4 separate regions of the Mus musculus genome follow, and all the other regions are linked to region 3. A link is a contact called in public Hi-C and HiChIP or PLAC-seq data. All regions are on one chromosome and are shown on one strand. The core of a region is the stretch at or near the end of the contact, and the rest is flanking DNA. Distances in the headings are between cores, read along the strand shown. Region 1 overlaps Rnf213 (ring finger protein 213). Region 2 overlaps Rnf213 (ring finger protein 213). Region 3 overlaps Rptor (regulatory associated protein of MTOR, complex 1). Region 4 overlaps Rptor (regulatory associated protein of MTOR, complex 1).

Evidence for each region. Hi-C and Micro-C count contacts between places; a contact is called where the count stands out from the background. HiChIP or PLAC-seq counts read pairs in DNA pulled down with a chosen protein or histone mark.
Region 1: a Hi-C map of pro-B cells shows a contact between it and region 3, with 2.3 times the contacts expected there. The contact joins two enhancer-like sites. A contact is called at or near these places in 10 of 39 promoter capture datasets (the 3T3-L1 cell line, the C10 cell line, the SN4741 cell line and 4 more), 5 of 15 datasets of contacts at CTCF or cohesin (the NIH/3T3 cell line, embryonic stem cells, large pre-B cells and 2 more), 14 of 484 Hi-C or Micro-C datasets (the G1E-ER4 cell line, the HPC-7 cell line, bone marrow-derived macrophages and 5 more), 7 of 115 datasets of contacts at active chromatin or transcription factors (T-cell acute lymphoblastic leukemia, embryonic basal ganglia, embryonic hindbrain and 4 more) and 1 of 9 other capture datasets (embryonic stem cells).
Region 2: a contact with region 3 is called in an H3K27ac HiChIP or PLAC-seq map of large pre-B cells, with 4 times the contacts expected there. The contact joins two enhancer-like sites. A contact is called at or near these places in 4 of 39 promoter capture datasets (the SN4741 cell line, embryonic stem cells, liver and 1 more), 5 of 15 datasets of contacts at CTCF or cohesin (the NIH/3T3 cell line, embryonic stem cells, large pre-B cells and 2 more), 12 of 484 Hi-C or Micro-C datasets (the G1E-ER4 cell line, bone marrow-derived macrophages, differentiating embryonic stem cells and 3 more), 5 of 115 datasets of contacts at active chromatin or transcription factors (T-cell acute lymphoblastic leukemia, embryonic basal ganglia, embryonic hindbrain and 2 more) and 1 of 9 other capture datasets (embryonic stem cells).
Region 4: a contact with region 3 is called in a Hi-C map of embryonic stem cells, with 2.7 times the contacts expected there. The contact joins two enhancer-like sites. A contact is called at or near these places in 5 of 39 promoter capture datasets (the 3T3-L1 cell line, the SN4741 cell line, hippocampal neurons and 2 more), 5 of 15 datasets of contacts at CTCF or cohesin (the NIH/3T3 cell line, embryonic stem cells, large pre-B cells and 1 more), 70 of 484 Hi-C or Micro-C datasets (the AML12 cell line, B cells, the C2C12 cell line and 39 more), 7 of 115 datasets of contacts at active chromatin or transcription factors (bone marrow-derived dendritic cells, differentiating embryonic stem cells, embryonic basal ganglia and 2 more) and 1 of 9 other capture datasets (embryonic stem cells).

What each region holds. Positions count from the first base shown.
Region 1 is chr11:119,433,646-119,437,740 of GRCm38.p6, reverse strand. It overlaps Rnf213 (ring finger protein 213), which reads right to left. Exons shown (of 68, transcript NM_001040005.3): 24 at 2,913-3,053; 25 at 2,638-2,805; 26 at 681-1,830; 27 at 1-123. Among named protein-coding and RNA genes, the nearest start is that of Mir1932, 45 kb to the right of the region's middle. Within about 2 kb of position 1,655, at least 42 of the 459 cell types and tissues checked have an H3K27ac peak or open chromatin away from gene starts, as enhancers often do. A contact at or near this core is called in pro-B cells, where this site is marked.
Region 2 is chr11:119,418,231-119,422,415 of GRCm38.p6, reverse strand. Rnf213 (ring finger protein 213) reads right to left here. Exons shown (of 68, transcript NM_001040005.3): 12 at 4,117-4,185; 13 at 3,188-3,243; 14 at 2,197-2,350; 15 at 938-1,102. Among named protein-coding and RNA genes, the nearest start is that of Mir1932, 30 kb to the right of the region's middle. Within about 2 kb of position 2,860, at least 56 of the 459 cell types and tissues checked have an H3K27ac peak or open chromatin away from gene starts, as enhancers often do.
Region 3 is chr11:119,893,313-119,897,299 of GRCm38.p6, reverse strand. Rptor (regulatory associated protein of MTOR, complex 1) reads right to left here. Exons shown (of 34, transcript NM_028898.3): 30 at 2,917-3,044; 31 at 2,295-2,381; 32 at 1,281-1,397; 33 at 751-880. Among named protein-coding and RNA genes, the nearest start is that of Chmp6, 19 kb to the left of the region's middle. Within about 2 kb of position 2,414, at least 51 of the 459 cell types and tissues checked have an H3K27ac peak or open chromatin away from gene starts, as enhancers often do. A contact at or near this core is called in embryonic stem cells and pro-B cells, where this site is marked.
Region 4 is chr11:119,620,773-119,625,170 of GRCm38.p6, reverse strand. All of the region lies in intron 1 of Rptor (regulatory associated protein of MTOR, complex 1), which reads right to left. Among named protein-coding and RNA genes, the nearest start is that of Rptor, 20 kb to the right of the region's middle. Within about 2 kb of position 3,035, at least 15 of the 459 cell types and tissues checked have an H3K27ac peak or open chromatin away from gene starts, as enhancers often do. A contact at or near this core is called in embryonic stem cells, where this site is marked.

The DNA.
Region 1 (4,095 bases), core at 406-2,905, 460 kb after region 3:
CGCTTAGGACTTGGTTCTCATCTAGATGAGGCTCTGTCAATCGAATAATTTTTAAAGGGACCGTCTCGTCACGTAGCTTTGCTTTTAGTTTTGTATGCAGTGTGTTCACGTAGAGAGACTTTCCTACAATATGAACATACAAAAATTAGGCCCCAAATCTACAGACCAAGAAGAAGAGAATATAGAGATATTTTAGAAGCGATTCTGATTCAAGCCAGATGCTGTGCACCGCCACTTCTTAGCAGCTTCATTAACCATGGATCTTCAGGTTCCCTGTCCACCATCCACTGACCAACTTTGCCCTTTTCCTGACTACTGACGGCGCAAGTCAGCGATGGCCAAAGGTAGAGTGTGGGGAACCAAATTCTCCCAACAGAAAAGGGTTGTTCAAGGAAGAGAGGACAGGATGAAAGGAAACAAACAGCAACTGAAGCATGGTCAGGGTTTTTTCTCACTCAACCACAACCAGCACTGATGCCAGAAGCCAGCAGCACTCCCAGAGGAAAGAAACTGCAACAAAGTCTGAAGGAGGTGGTCAGGAACTGTGAGAGGACAGAGTTCTCAGTGGCTTACAGCTAAGGAAGAGCCAAACCCCTGAAGAAGGGCTTCATCAGAGTCAGCCTTGCTAGAGAAGGAAGTGTCAGTGGGCAGTATCTGGGAGAGGGGACCTCTTTCATTACCAACGCCAGCTCTTTCAGAGGTCACGATGCCAACACACAGCCCGTCTCTGAATACAGTTGCTGCTGACAGGAGCCGCTTCGGGACCTGATAATGGCTCTGCAGGTAAGCTTGGATGTTCGGGAGCGGGGCCTGGGGCACCAGGGGCACTTTGTACTGGCTGAAGGTGGAGGGGATATAGCAGTGCTCCCGGGCAGCATCACAGAGTATCACCAACTGGTAGTCTTCACGGTGCGCTCGTGTGCACAGGCTCTGGAAGAACTCCTCTGCCTGGCAGCCCACTTCATAGCTCAGCTGGTCTGCAAACAGCAAGCTGTAGACCTTGTGCCCCTGGGAGCCCGAAGTGAGGCAGCGCCGCAGGAGTAGTTCCACTTCCTCAATTGTGGTCGCTGGGGTGCAGAGCAACACCTCATCAAAGGTGGGCAGGGGCTGCCTGGGGGCCTGCATGTAGATGGCCAGTGCAGCTGGCAACACCTCCGAGTGGCCACACAAGATCAGGTTAGGCTGGCCAGCCTGCAGGCCTTTGGGGAGTGGCCGCTCCACAGGAGTGCCACCCATCGTGGCCAGATGAGCAAGGCATCTACCCAGGGCATCCAGGTCCAGACAGTGTGGCAGGAAGGCACTCATGTACACGAGGGATTGCATCATAATAACCTGAAGCTTGCCCATTAGGCTGGGCTCAGAAAGCAGCTGCTGGGGCAACTTTTTCATAACCTCCCGCAGGCAGTATCTGTCAGCCTTGCTTTCACAGGCACTGGTAGCTTGTACGAGGTCCTGGACAGTGCATTTGCCTTTAATGAAGGATAGCATCATGAGGGCAGCTTCACTAGGTCTGGGTTTCCTGAGCTCACTGCTTAGGTAGACCAGCTGCTCAGCTGTGTAGAAGTTGAGGTAAAAGTGTTCAGCTCTCTTCTGGGCGACCACTGTTTTCCAGTTATCTAGGAAGTCCTCCATCTGCCTGCAGAGGGCTCCCAGGAGCTGTATGACATCTCCCTTCTCTGTCAGCTGGCTCAGCAGCTCCAAGCCAAAGTTCATGAAGATGCCCCCGTCAGGGCAACAGTAGACCTTAGCAGTCCAAGTCCTGAACAGCATGTTGCCCGCGCAGTGCAGTTTTATGAAGACATGTACAAGCCGCTGCATGTTGCTGAAGACCTGGGGGAAAGGGAACCATGAGGCCAAAGCACACGCCTGTGGGGAAGACACACTACCCTACACACACCTGCCTGCTATTAAGCCTTTGGAGTGGTAAAGGGCTTAGGCTAGCTCACTTTTCACAGAAATCTGCCTAATAGTCATCACACCACAGCCTCTCCATAGTTATTCGATCGGCTTAACAAGGAGCACCCATCGCCTTTTTGCCTTTTTCTTTTTCTCTTTTTGTTTTTTTTGTTTTTTTTTTTTTTTTTTTTTGAGACAGGGTCTCAGTACGTATCCCTAGATATCCTAGAATTCACTAGGGAACCAGACTGGCCTTGAACTTATAAAGATTCCTCCTGCCTCTGCCTCTCAAATGCTGAGACTAAAGATGTGTGCCACCATGTCCAGGGAAAGACAAAGGATGTCAATGTAAAGACTGTATGGGTATGTGTGTGTTTGTATGTAAAGGCATGGTCTCGTATTTCCAGACTGGCCTCAAATTCAAGACCCTCCTACCTCAACAGGAGTATGGAGGCAGTGAGGTGATTGTTTCTAAGAATATCTGTTGGCCATCTCTTCTCCACAGCTGGTCACAGTTCCTCCTGAGGCTCCTGAGGAGGACCTGCTGCTCATAGGGTCTACCCTACTTCAGATATGTCTCTGGCGTTGTGAATCGGGGTACTACATCCTGCAGACCCATGGCAGAGCTGTGTTGACCAAAAGCCTACACAGACCCTTTCCATAGCTCAGTAACAAAAGTGACTGGCCTAGCTTGACGCCAAAGTGGCCCCTGTGGGCAGCAGCACAAACCTATCTGCTCACCTCTGAAAACTTCTCCACTTCTGTATTGCTGTTGTGGTCTTTCTTTCCAGACATGAGCATCAGCTTATTTAAAAGTTCCTTCAGTTCCTCTGTGGAGTAGGTGCGCAATGCCTCGGGGTAACCATGGCCATCAGGGAGGAGGAGGCGGAGAACAGTGTCTGGGGAAATCTGGGGGGCAGCACACATTTATAAGTTAGTTCCTGCACAGAGTCCCATAACTTTATAGCAAGACCACAGGGCCATACAAAACTGCACCAGGACTTTGGGAGGCTCACCTTCTGGCCATCTTTGGGTGCCTCAATAACGTAGACGCCCCTGCTGTTGATTGCTGTGGCGAGGGACAGAGATGAGAGCTCCACAGATCCATGGCTTTCCTTCACTGTCTTCAGCCACTCCAAATTTCTGGCAGAATCTTTCTATTGGGACAGAAGCAGAGAACAGGCTGGAGTGAGTAGACATGTCCTCACTGGCACTCAGCTGCCCCCCACCCCCACCCTGTTGGCATCACACATGAAGTGTCTGTCTATGCCCCACCCCCAGCACACATGCAGTGTCTGTGCTTGGGCGTGTCCCTTGGGGCTCTGTCGTGCAGCATCTTCACCAGTCAGGCTTCCCCCACTGCTCCAGAAGCCCTAGATGGCAGGTGCAGGGCGTTAGAGCATCTGGGTTTATTAGTGATGAGAGAGAAACAGCCACATATGCACTGCACAGCTCACCACAAGAGAGAAATAACAGAACGAGCATTAGGGAGCCTCAAGCTTTGCTGTTTCTTCTTCTTTTTGAAAATTTCTTACTTTGAGCAAGACATCCAACTTTAATCCTAGCACTTGGGAGATAGAGGCAGGACAATCTTTGTGAGTTAGAAGCCAGCCTGTTTTCAAACAGATCTTCCTGCCTCTGCCACATTAAAAAGTGTGTGCCACCATACCCGACTTATTTCATTTTGTGTGCATGAGCATTTGCCTTACATATGCATGTGCATGTGTGTGCCTGGTTTATATATGCATGTGCATCATGTGTGTGCCTGGTGACATGAGAGGCCAGAAGAGGGTGTTGTATCCCCTGGAACTGGAGTAATGCAAGGTTGTGAGCCACCATGTGGGTGCTGGGAACCAAACCTGGGTCCTCTGCAAAAGCCACAGGGGCTGACCCATTCTTAAGCCTGAGTTGTAGTTTCTTAATGGTCGTTTACAATTTCTGAGGATGACCAGTGGAGAAAGGAAAGTTGCGTTATGGGCTGTCATTTGCATGTGAGCTTTTCATAGGCATGGTCCTTCCAGCCATCCTTCCCTGAGGCAGAGACCCAACATGCCATTTTGTATGACTTCCTGACTCAAGAGAGAGCACATATTCCCACGCACAATGGGGCTCTGTCATGAAGCAGGTATAGCAGTGGCAGCCTTGCCAAAGCCCTTGAGGTCGGCAATAGTAGTACCTATTACACTTAATCTGCCTTGG
Region 2 (4,185 bases), core at 1,611-4,110, 480 kb after region 3:
GGAGGCAGAGGCAGGCGGATTTCTGAGTTTGAGGCCAGCCTGGTCTACAGAGTGAGTTCCAGGACAGCCAGGGCTACACAGAGAAACCCTGTCGCGAAAAAACAAAAAAATAAATAAACAAAAAACAAAACCAAAAACAGACAAAACAAACAAACAAACAAAAACCCTGCCACTAAGAGAATTAAAAAACAAAAGTACAGATAAGCTCACTCCACTTATGCACTTTCTAATTAGATATTAGAAAGCCTTCAGTATATTCTTTTCAAAATACAGTCACTTTTGCATTACACGGTGCTGCCGAGATAGCCGGGACAGCCACAGGACTCTACCTGATTCCCCAGTCCTTGGTCACATCTTACACAAGTGTCAGGACTGAAAAACTGACTAAAACCTAATCTCCAGGCTTTGGGTAGAGGGTCTCTATTTTTTCTGCACGTTTCCTTTTGCCAGCTCGGGATGAGCCTTTCATACCTGTGACTGTCATATTAGCCGCAGGCACCATGTGCTTCTGGAACACTTCCGGGTGATGAACCCAGCAAGTGCCCAAACCCAAGCCCATCTCTGCAGGACCGTAGCCTCTCAGCCTTTCTGCGGGCACATCTGACTATTTCCCCACAGAAGAACTTCCTTTCTACCCTCTGCCATCCATTTCCATGTCACACACCTAGCTTACAGCTCCAACATGGCCTCCCACATCCCCAGCTGTAAGCAGCATTCCTGACACTGTATCTCCATCACCTCACAGCAAAGGGACCAGCCAGGCCCAGCATCACTTCCCATCAGGCCATGGGTTGTCAAGGTCCCTTCTTTACAGAAGGAACTCCCTGGCTAGAGTTCAGGCCATGATCACAGCCCTTGATCAGTAGGGATGGTCCCCAGTCCCCTATGTCCACACCTATATGCCTTTGGCAGCTTTGTAGCTCCCGGGAAGGCTTACCGCCATCTCTTCAGAATAGGTAAGTCGGACATAGGCTGAGCTAATGGAGAGCATGCGACTTTTAAACAAGCTGCGCAGCCAGTTTCTCGTGGTGGCCAGGGCCTCCTGAAGGGTGCTTGTCACCAAGTCTTCGTAAGATTTTTCGGGCAGCCCCTCGTCAGTATGCTGTAGACACAAGAGAGGGATTACAAAATCTATAGTCACCATCGATCCAGAAGACCTGAGTCTGATCCCCAGAACCCATAGGATGGAAGGAGAAAATTGACTCTTACAAGTAGTCCTGACTTCCAGACCCAGACCATGGTGTGGGCTCTGTGTCTCTGTCTCTGTCTGGGTCTTTCTCACATACACTCATGCGTGCACATGCAAATGCACATACATGCATACATACACGCAGTATAAATTTTGTAAAGAAAAACTAAAAGGAATAACATTAAAATATACATTTAACTATCTATCTCCCATCGATAAAGTCAGAGTTGTGTTTGTGAAGAAAGTCAGTGAAAAGACAGTGAAAAAGTCCGCTAGCATTTCCAAATGGAGGCGCACAGACTCAGGTGGGGGAGTGACCCACAACAATGAGAGAACACTATCTCAGCTGCACAAGGCAACTGAAGGTGACAAGAAGAATCAAGTTCAGAAGCCGGGCGTGGTGGCGCCCAGCAGAGGCAGGTGGACTTCTGAGTTCGAGGCCAGCCTAGTCTACAGAGTGAGTTCCAGAACAGCCAGGGCTACACAGAGAAACCCTGTCTCAAAAAACCAAAAAAAAAAAAAAAAAAAAAAATCAAGTTCAAAGAGAGGTAGGAAGATCTGACGAGGCAGCCACGGAATGCAGCTCTCTCCGGCAAGCACAAAGGACTGCAAGCTGGTGAAGGTGCAGGTGTACTGGGCCACCTCTAGGGACACCAATTTTGCTCTTCAGTTTAACTTAAAGTTCCCAAGGGGAAAACAAGGAGTGGACCTGTGCTCAGGGTAGGATGGTCCCCAGTGTGTTCTGTCAACAGTGGGAAAGAAGTACCCAGTTAACAGTGGGGTTCTGCTCTTTAGCTTGCCCTTGGACATCAGAAGCCTGGCCTACCACCTCCCTCCCTCCCTCCAACCCAAGCCCCAGAACTGCCTCCAGCCCAGAGAGAGCTCAGCTGGAACAGAGAGCCTCAGTCAACTCCCTCATGGCTGAATCAGCTCGGATTCCCTTTCAAATTGAGGTTACCGGAAGCCTACGCCTCCAATACAGTGTCAGACGAACAAGTCCCACTCACCCCTGGAGGACTGAGCTCAAGCAGTTTACAGATAAGCTCAGCAGACAGGGCAGGAATCTCAAAGAACTGGTGGTTAGCTGTGATGTTGCAGACAGTTTCATGGAGGGTCAAACACTCAGTCAAGTAGATCTGTAGCAGGTTCTCCCCAAAGATCCTACCCAAAAAAAGTACAGAGAAATCATTGAAATAGGTGAGAAATGAGAATAGCGAAGAGGGGAAGAAAAAGGTTAAATTAAAAAGAGCGGGTCCTCTGTGTGGGGTGTCTCCTGGCCTACACGTGCTGGTTCGTGTTTACTGAGTGTGTTTGCACACGGGGCAAGCAGGGGTTTAACTACTCAGCATGCCTGACATGCTGGGTTTCAATCCTCAGTTTGCAAAAGAAAAAGGGGGTGGAGGCTGGAGAAAGGGCTCAGTAGTCAAAAGCACTTGCTGTACTATCGGAGGACTTAAAGTCTGGGTCCCCACAGAACAAATGTCTGTGACTCCAACTCATGGCAGCTGCAGGCTGAAGTCAAGGCAGAAAAAGATCTGACCATCAGCACTGGTCTCTCCCCACTTCCTGACTTCAGATGCAGCTCGAGACCTGCTTCCTGCTCCCCTGACAGGGCTTCCCCACCGGTGTGGACTGTAGCCCTCAAACAGTGAGAGAGAACTCACCCTTCCTCCAACTGCCTGTGCTCGGCTCCTGGTCAGAGCCAGGGGAACAGGAAGTCATACGATCACGTTTGACTTCTCCAAACGCCTGATTGCCTCCAGATGGAAGCCAGGACTCGGGAAGTACCGTGAAGGGACACACAGCAAATGGAGCAGGGGCAAACCTTGATCAGCCAGAGCTGGACACACAGCGCTTCATGGCTTGGAAAGCGTGGTGTTGGTTTGCAATCTCCCCAGTGAGGCAGCATGTGTGCAGGAAGCTGTGGCCAGCAGGGACAGCCACCATTCCTCCCAGAGCTGTGTGGAAAACAAAGCTGCCTTTGGCCTCTCTACTTACCTGTGCTGATAAATGTCCACAAGGTGCATCAGCATTTTAAAGACGTTCTCGACATCCTAAGACAGTGAAGAGAAGGGAGGATGTAATCTTGACGTGGCTGTGTTTGTGGAGATTGAGCCAAGAAAAGAAAGGCCTCTGGACACACAGAGCACTGATTCCAAACAGCTACGCTTCTGCCTCACATTAGTAAAGTCACAATACAAAATCACAAGGCTTTCTGTCTTCTGAGCATACCTGTGTGTGTGTGTGTGTGTGTGTGTGTGTGTGTGTGTGTGTGTGTGTGTGTGTGTGTGTTTTCACACGTGTGTAGTAGACTGTGTTTGCTCAGAAGCCATCCATTTGCTTCTGAGACAGCATCTCTCATTGGCTTGGAAATCACCAGTTAAGTGGCTGGACAGTAAGCAAGGATCTGGCCCCTGTAAGTGCAGGCCACAGTGTGCTGGGAGTCAGTGTGGTTCCATTCATTCAGATCCTCAAGCTTGTGTGGCAGGCAGGCACTTTACCAAATGGACCATCACCCAGCCTGATAGATCCATGTTCTCTGTGTGTCTCAGGTCACACCCACCCTGCCTTAGAGTTCCACCAAGCACAGCTGTTTAAAGAAATTAAGATAGAAGTTGAAAAAGCTATTGATAAACTCAGGCAAACTAGCCTTTGCCCACAGGAAACATCACCACACCTAGCAGAACCAACGTCATTACATCTGACTAAATCTACACGCCACCACCACCCCCACCCCACCCCTCTCGTGTGTGTGTGTGTGTGTGTGTGTGTGTTTTCACTCCTCCCTCACTCACCTCTCTTTCCTTGGGCTTGTGGTGCTGAGGATGAGACTCGGGCTTTTGCTCTAACACTGAGTGCTCCCCGCCCTGTGGCAGTTAACCTGTTCTTCCTAAGCCAGCACTTGCTAACCTGTCCCCACAACACACCTTCTTCATGTTCTGGTTTGAGATCTTCCTTAGCCCTGGAAGACGGTATGAAATCCCTTGCAAACAGTC
Region 3 (3,987 bases), core at 1,165-3,664:
GAGGACATACCACAGTAACACCTCTGACTGCACAGGCACAGCAATGAGGGTCGTTAACTGCCAGAGTCTAGCAGGAATAATGTATCATTCAAATTCCATTACAGGTGATTTGCATACTACCCACAATTCCCTGCAGCTTCGTTTTAGGATTGCTCCCCTGGGATGGTTCTGGGAATCTGATGCTGTGCACTTCAACAGTGATACACACAGGCGCCTCTGGAGCCCACTCTGCAAAACCCTAACCGACACAACACTCTGTAGAGTGACTACAGTTATAGACACACGTGCTCATGACACATTTCTATTGCTCCCCAAACCAGAGGACACTAGCTGTTGTGTTATCTATTTTACCTGAGCATTAAGAACTGGGCTTGGAGCCGGGCGTGGTGGCGCACGCCTTTAATCCTAGCACTTGGGAGGCAGAGGCAGGTGGATTTCTGAGTTCGAGGCCAGCCTGGTCTACAGAGTGAGTTCCAGGACAGCCAGGACTACACAGAGAAACCCTGTCTCGAAGAAAAAAAAAAAAAACAACAAAAACAAACAAACAAAAAAAAAACAACAAAAAAAAAGAACTGGGCTGGTTTCTAGGGGGCAGGGCAGTGCTTTCCTGGACACCCCAGGCCTAACAGATCTTAGTTCTTTATATCCTTAGAGTCAGGGAGGAGATCAGGCTTGCCGGGTTACTTCTCTCCTTGCTGCCCCCACCAACCCCTCTGCCCTTCCCAGAAACCCAGGAGTGAAGGTACAGACCCAGTGTGGGTGGAAAGCCAGGCAGCTGATGGCCCCGACTCGCTGGCCCATGAAGCCATCATAGTATTTGATGTTGTTGATCAGCTCTCCATTTCCGTTGTAGATGGCTGTGAACTGGTTCATGGAGCCACTGTGGCAGGGAGGGAAAGATGGTCAGGATATTAGTTTCTGTCTCCCTGTGGTGCAAGAGAAAGACAGTCCAAGGAGCAGGCTGAGAGTTATAGCAAGTGGGGACACAGGCTAGGAGGTCCATCTCTGTGTCACCCTGAGGCAGGAAGTGGCTGCGCATCTGTTACTGTCAGGAAGAACCAGGCCTGTCCCCAGAGATGCCAGGGGGCAGGTCTTTGTTCTCAAAGCTGGATAAGGCAGGGGAGACATCTTTTGTTTTTATTTCATGGTAGTACAGTTACACCCTCTAAACTGTTCTTTCAAAGGTCCTGTGGAGGACAGAGACAAAGGCTGTACACTCTGAAAGGGCCTTCTGCTTAGAAACAGGGGGCTGCATGGAGGGAGGCAGGCAGGGTACCTACCAGGCGATCAGGTTTGCCTGGGGGTGGATGTCCAGGGCTGTCAGCCCCTTCACAATCTGCATTACATTCACAGACTCGGGCATCCGAGGGTCGAAGAAGCGCACATCTCCATTGACACTGTGAGAAAGGACCAGGGTGATGCTTGCTGGTGGCAACCTTAGGGATACTATCTGGAGCCCTGAGGGGGAGGAACCTGGCTCTGAAGGATGGCATAACTGGCCATGAGAAGTTTCAATGCCCACTTGCACATGCTGGTAAGGCCAAAGCCATGTAGACTCCCAGGACCCCTCCAAGTCAGGTGGAGCACAGATCCCCACGTCGAACCACCCCACTGGTCTTGGCAGCCAGGGTTCCCATCAAGCTGCCCCTCTCAAGCCAGAAAAGGCTAGGATTGACTAAAGGGAGATAGCATGCTCACACAAAGGGGGACACAGCAGGGTCAGAGAAGAGATTACAAGAAAGGCCAGGAACAGAGTTGTCAGAGGCAGAAGATGGCTGAGGGATCCCTCGCCTGTGCTTATAGCCTTCTGCTTCAATGTCCACTCCAAGAATTATGCTTTGCTTTATGCCACAGACAAGGGGGGAAGGAAATCTCTCTGAAGAAGTGGTGGCTTTGTGACAGTGAATTATGCTTTGCTGTCTCTTTAACAGCAGATAAAGATCCACTGCTCTCAGCACAGTATTTACTGAGCAGTGGGCCCGAGTTTACGTGCACAGGCTGGCTGGCACTGAGGTGACTTGCTAGGGAGGTGCCACCCACCTGGTGCATTCTGCTTTGCTGCTCCTGTGAGGGACACGCCTATCTGTGCATCTCCTCCTTCAGCCCAGCCTACCTGCCACCTCCACCCCGACTCTTGCTCTGCCCTCTGACCTTTCAGGCCAGTCACGGAGTTACTGTCAGTTACTGCCCTGAAATGCCAACAGTCCCTAGCTATTTAAACACCAAGAACATATTTAAATGGAGGGAGAATAATGTTTTCACAGCAAATGTCTCATGCATATTTTGCTCCTTACCTCACACTCACGATGTGGCCCTCAGGGTGCTTCTGCAGGTAGGCCTTTACCACCCACGCTGTGTGCTCTCGGTAAGTCATGACCCGGCTAAGGAGGAAGGTGTGGTCAGGACTGGCCCAGCCCAGTTCCTCTCCCCAACTGCTCTGCAGGAGGGAACTGCAGGTAGGGCTAGGAGGAGTGGGCTGAACTGGAGCTGGCAGCCCTGCCCTTGGGCGGAGCCTCAAGAGGACACCCAGAAGGAGGAGGGGCTAGCGAGGCTGTCCTAGGCCACCCCCTCATTTCTCTCTCCTCTGTTTACCCAGTTAGGGTCTTGAAGCCTGGGTGCCATTTTGAGATGAGGAAGACCTGGTCCTGCCTTAGTCAGCAGTTTAGTGAGGTCACTGTTTCTGTCTGTGGGGTCAACTTGAAGCAGCCAGACAGTGAAAGGTGAAGGTTGACCCCACTGAGCCTTCTCTCTAGCCCTGGGTGCCATCTTCTTGTCTGGTATCAGAGGTCCACTGTGCACTGCCGAAGACACTTCATGCTCACTGAGCAATCTGGACTTATTACTGGCAGTGGGGTGGCCTCTGCCATCTGGAAGGAGCTTGAATAGTGCTAAGGAGAGGGGAGATGTGACAGTTACCATTCACTGAGTGCCATCCTCCTGTCGTAGACACGGATCGAGCCATCACCCAGGCCAGCCACAATGAGCGAACGGTGCGAATCACAAGACAGACTTGTCACACAGCTGTCAGCACCCGTGGGGATGTCCTAAGCCCAAAGAGAGAGCAGTGAGGAGCCTCGAGCTGGCTGCAGGGTGTTCTGTGGAGATATCCTCTTCTCTCTCAGGCTGAGAAACTGGTCTCCACCTGCAAGGCTCTCACAGGCCAGAGGAACTGGGCCAAGGGTAGTGCAGGGTTCACAGGGCGTCAATCATGCCCTGATCTGCGATCTGCGTGAGAGTCTGCCCTGAGCCTGGCCTACCAGGCAGGTGGAGCAGAGCCTGTGAGCCTGGGCCTGGGCACAGCCTGGAAGGCAACTGTGGGGATGCCTGGTGCTCAGTGCCAATTAATCTTCCCAGCAATCTCTCCCTTTCCTGAAAAGAAAGGCGAAGCACATTTTGGCAGGGAGGGAGCCTCGTTAGCTCTCTCCTCAAGCCCCTAATTAGCCAGGGAAGAGCTGAGGGAAGGCTTCTCTGCTCCCCACGGTGGCCATAAATACTGCAGAAGGGCAGGGGGTGATGAATGGCAGCAAGAAGGAATGGGAGCTGGAAATGGGCCTCAGAGGGAAAAATGCCTTCTAATCAGATGGGGTGAGCCTGAGAGGAACCCGCGGGCTGGGGAGGGCTGTGAGTCGGGGAGGTTGTGACGGAGCCCCACTCCTGCCTTTGCAGCTGACGTGATGACACCCAAGGAGGCCCTGTACCTGCAGGAGCCCCACAGGGTCCCTGGCAGCACCCTTAGGAGTAGGAACAATCAGGCTCTCTCTCCCCACAGGGACAGGGACCCTGACAGCCAGGGCTTAACTGTTTGGTGGTAGTGTGGGGCTTGAGGATACATGGAAGCTTCCAGCGGGGGCCTTGACAGCTCTCGTCACTCCTGCCCCAACCCTTCTATCCCTCTGTTCTGTGACATAGCCATGATTTGTCAGGCAGGGCAGGTTGGGGAGTGCGGAGGCCTAGTATATGTTCTGTGTGTCTTTGGGCACCAGGAAG
Region 4 (4,398 bases), core at 1,786-4,285, 270 kb after region 3:
CCCAGCCTCCTCCCTCCACCCACCCACCGTAGCACACAGGCACCAGAAGAGCAGCCTCTCCCCTGCGTGCTGGAAAGCCTGCCCAGGTTCTTTGGCTTGGTTATTCACAGCTTGCCCTACAGCTAGCCATTTCCTTACTCTTTTACTTTTAGTTCCCCTGAGTTCTAACCTTAAAATTTCAAAAAGAAAATTCACATGTCACAGCCCTCCTGAGAAACTCCCAGATGAGTAGTTCTCTGTAGCTCTCGATTAAGTCCCACAAAGGGAAAGTAAACTTCACCACAGCACAGCCAGGATACTGACCAATTCCCTTCACGACTGAGAAAGACTGCAGCACCCAGGTCACACAACTATGGCTCTGAAGATAGGACACACCTAAAGGACCTGGCCACCAGGCACTACCCAGTTCCATCTCACATACCATCACCAGCTGGAGCCAAACCTATGCAAAGCAGCAAAAAAGTTGGGAGGCACCCCTGCTTCTCTCTGGCAACACGATGCCGACCTCTGCTTGCTCAGGGCCAACAATCTGGAAAGGCCCCAGACACTCACAACCGACCTTTGCTTGCTCAGCTTCACAACATCCTTCTGCCAAGGAACTCAGCACCTGTTACAACAGGATCCAAGTTACTTTAAGTTCCACACCACCAGGAACATCAGGCCAAGGCCACCACCAGCTTAACAGAGGAACACTGCAACCGGATTCATAGGTGTCTGCTATAAGAGCCTACCCAGAGCCTACTGGTACCCAGCAGACAGAGGCAGAACACTGGATATACACTGCAGGTACCATCATGCATTCAAAGTCCTGATTCATTTTCTAAATTTAAAAAGAGACACAGACTTAAACTACCCATCTTCTGTTGTCCACTGTAAATATATAAGATCAGATACACATGACCAGAGCCAAGCATACACCTGGAGCAAACAGGTGAGGACACAGGAGCTAAATTCTCAGTGACAGGAACAACCTGGTTACACTGAGAACCTCTCATCAATCGTGTTCAGCAATGGCAGCATGGCAGCCTGTTTCACAGAAAACTACATGGGTAATTCAAGAGCCAACCATCGAAGCCCACAGCCCTGGGAATCAGCCGTGCTCTCCCCTAGATGTGCTCCATTTGCCGTCCACGGGCCCTGCGTCAGCCATCCTCTGCCTGGCACAGAAAGCTCCTTATCTCTTGGGACAGGCTCGAAATCAGCCAAGTCTGCCCCAGTAAGGGATCTGCACAGTCGTCTCAGAAGCCATCTCCTAATTCCTAAAGTTCAGAAACTGCTGGTCTAGCCTTGAAGAGCACCATTAGATCCTTCAGAGCCTTCCCTGCTGCTGTCTGCTACTAGGCACAGGACCACTTCCAGATCTCTTAGAAACTGCCTGTGTATGCTCTGTTCTGAGGATGCTACTCACAGAGAAGATCAAGAAAAAAAAAAAAACATCTCAGTGCACAGCTGAGTGTGCAGAAGAAGCAAAGCGTGTGCAGCAGGCACTCTGTCCACCCGTGGAGGCAGTGTCACACGCAGCTTTGTATGCCCCATGCTCTTCACACAGTTAAGTGTTTATTCACAACTGGACAATAATGAGAAATAGAAAGTGGAAGAAGGAAGGAACAAAGGTAAAAAGGAAGAAAAAGGAACAGAACTGGGGAGGGGGTGGAATCTACAACACTGATCCTCACCCTGTGAGTCCCAATCCCCTAGTGGGTGTTGAATGACCACAGCACAAGGGCTGCCTAAGGCCATCGGAAAACAGATACTAACACTACGTTCATAACAGTAGCAAATTACAATTATGAAGTAGCAACAAAAATCACTCTGTGGTTAGGGGTCACCACAAGAGACGCTGTATTACAGGGCCCCGGCATTAGGCAGGGTGAGAACTAGTGCTCTACAGGCAGGACTTCGACTAGAGCACACATTACACTTCACTACTTCCTGCCACTTCACACTCTGAATCATGCTAATCATGGTGTGCACGCCCACTCCGTTCCTGTACTTTCCCATTTCTTGTCATCAATGAACTTGATCAGCACACTTCCAAATTCTTGCCCACAGAAATGACAACGGACTGACAAGGACACTGGATCCCCTGGAACTGGTTACATACAGATGATTCTAAGTGGCCATGTGGTGGATAGAAACCAAATCCAGGTTCTCTGGAAAAGCAGCCAGTGCCGTTAACTGTGGAGCTCTCTCTCCAGCCCCAAGTTGCTGATTTTTTTTTTCTTTTTCAGTGCCCAGGGCTTTGGCAAGCTAGGCAAATGCTCTCAGTGAACTATATGACAGCCACATAAAATTATTTAAATTATTGAAAAATCCAGAAACAGCCTGCCTAACAGTAGAAATGAGTTTCATACATGACAGTTACCCCTGTAGTTAAAAATGTATGATTCCAAGGAAATCCCCCAGATGATGGAGCTAAGATCAATCAGGAAAGAGCCAGGAGTAAGGAGGCCATGCTCACACATGGTGACCAGCCCTGCTTTTCCAAATGGCTGTCAAGAGATGATTTTCAAGTTCCAGCTCTAAAATACAGACAGAGCAGTCAATCACAGATGTGTCCGGTGACTCCACACAACACTGTTGGGCATACTCCCACAGTCCTAATCTTTGGCACTAAAATTATTAACAGAGTAAAGGCTAATCTAAGAAGCTCAGGTAGAACGTCATTGCAACCTTCCTGACTGAATTCACTTCACTACCAACAGCCTGAGGAAGAACATGGTTGTAAAAAAGGTTGAACATTTCTCAGCTACATAATCACCAACCTCTTTGAAATATCTTAACTCCTTCCCATGTTTTAAAAGGACACTCCCTTGGAAAGAATGGCAGCTCCCAGTGAGTGACATGTAGCAGGACATGAAGTGAGAGGGTCTGAGCCTGACTTGGGGTGGGGGGTGGGGGGCGCCTATCCCTTGGGCAGATGGTCGGTGTCAATGTAGCAAATCTCTAGCCACAAGACTAGGAAGAGTCCAGAGAGCCTTTGATGGCTACCAAGGTGGGCTGTGACTCTGCAATCAAAGCAACAGCCTGAAGGGGACTAAGAAGCCAGAGCAGAAAACCTGCTCTGACCTTAGCTAGTGCCACTCCCTCCCAGGAAGGGTGCGTGCATGAACACTTGGAGAAACAAGTAACAAGACTAACTGCTGCTGCCCGTGGAAGCTCAAGTACAGGCAGAAGGACTGAGTGAAGGCACAGCCTGACTAGTCTGCGGCAAGTCCTGCTTCCTCTCTAAGAGAACTTCCTGTGCCCTAGAAAAAGGCAGGAGGGCAAAAGAAAAAAAGAAGGAAAAAAAAAAAAAAACACAATGCACTCCTTTCTGTCAGATTGTCTCCTGGGTCCCCAGCTCCTTTATTCTGTGAGGACTCACCTCAGCCAACAGCAATCTCTGTCCCCACCTGTGGGACAGGCCCTTCTCTAACTTCTGTCCAGGCCCTAGGGGAAGGGGTGGCTACCTCCTGCTGTTATCTTCCAACATCTCAAGTTTTCCTTTCTTTCAGTCTAAAATCCTGACAAACTAATTCCTTACATAAAGCCTTCTGCTGACATGTGCAGCAGGTTCTCTGTCATCTTTCTGGATGCCAAGAGCCCTCATAACACATCAACTCAGACACAGCTCTGAACCCACAGAGTCCGATAAAGACTGTCCTGTCACTTAATAGCACTGAGCAGCTGAAAAATCCTGCTGACCAGAAACCACATCTGGCAGGTGTCCGGTTTCACCAGAATAGCCCACTCTAGGGACAGCTGGGCTGAGTTCAGGGGGACACTGTGCCTTTGCAAATCACTTTCACCCTCAGACCTCCAACTCCCTCCTTGAGCAGCCAACATCTCATGACTTCCGAGGTACCCTCCAAACCAGATGTAAATGGGTAAGGTGAAGACTGAGAAGGAAATGGTTAACATCAGCTAACGAAGAAGAGAAGAGATGTCTTGGTCAGTGAGCCAGGTGTGGTGTGTGCACTTGTAATCCAGCGCTGAGGAAGTAGGGACAGGGCATCTCTGAGTTGCCTTGGTCAGTGTCTCTTCATGGCAATAGAACAATGACTACAACAGTGACCCAAACTGCCTGTAGAAGCAAACAGGGACTCCACGTGAACACAGACACCCTTCCTCTCAGGCTCCTCCAGACTCACACAAATAATTTACAACAACAAAAACAAGGAGTAGGCTGTAGAGCTGGCTCAGAGGTTAAACGCACTGTGTGTCCTTCCAAAGGTCCTAAGTTCAATTCCCAGCAACCACATGGTGGCTCACAACCACCTGTAATGAGATCTTCTGGCCTACAGACACACATGCAAGGCAGAACACTGTATACATAATGAATAAATTAAAAAAAACAAAAAACAAAGAATAAGAAGAAACAGCAAGCTGGGTGTAGTGGCCAGGCCTTTAGTTCCA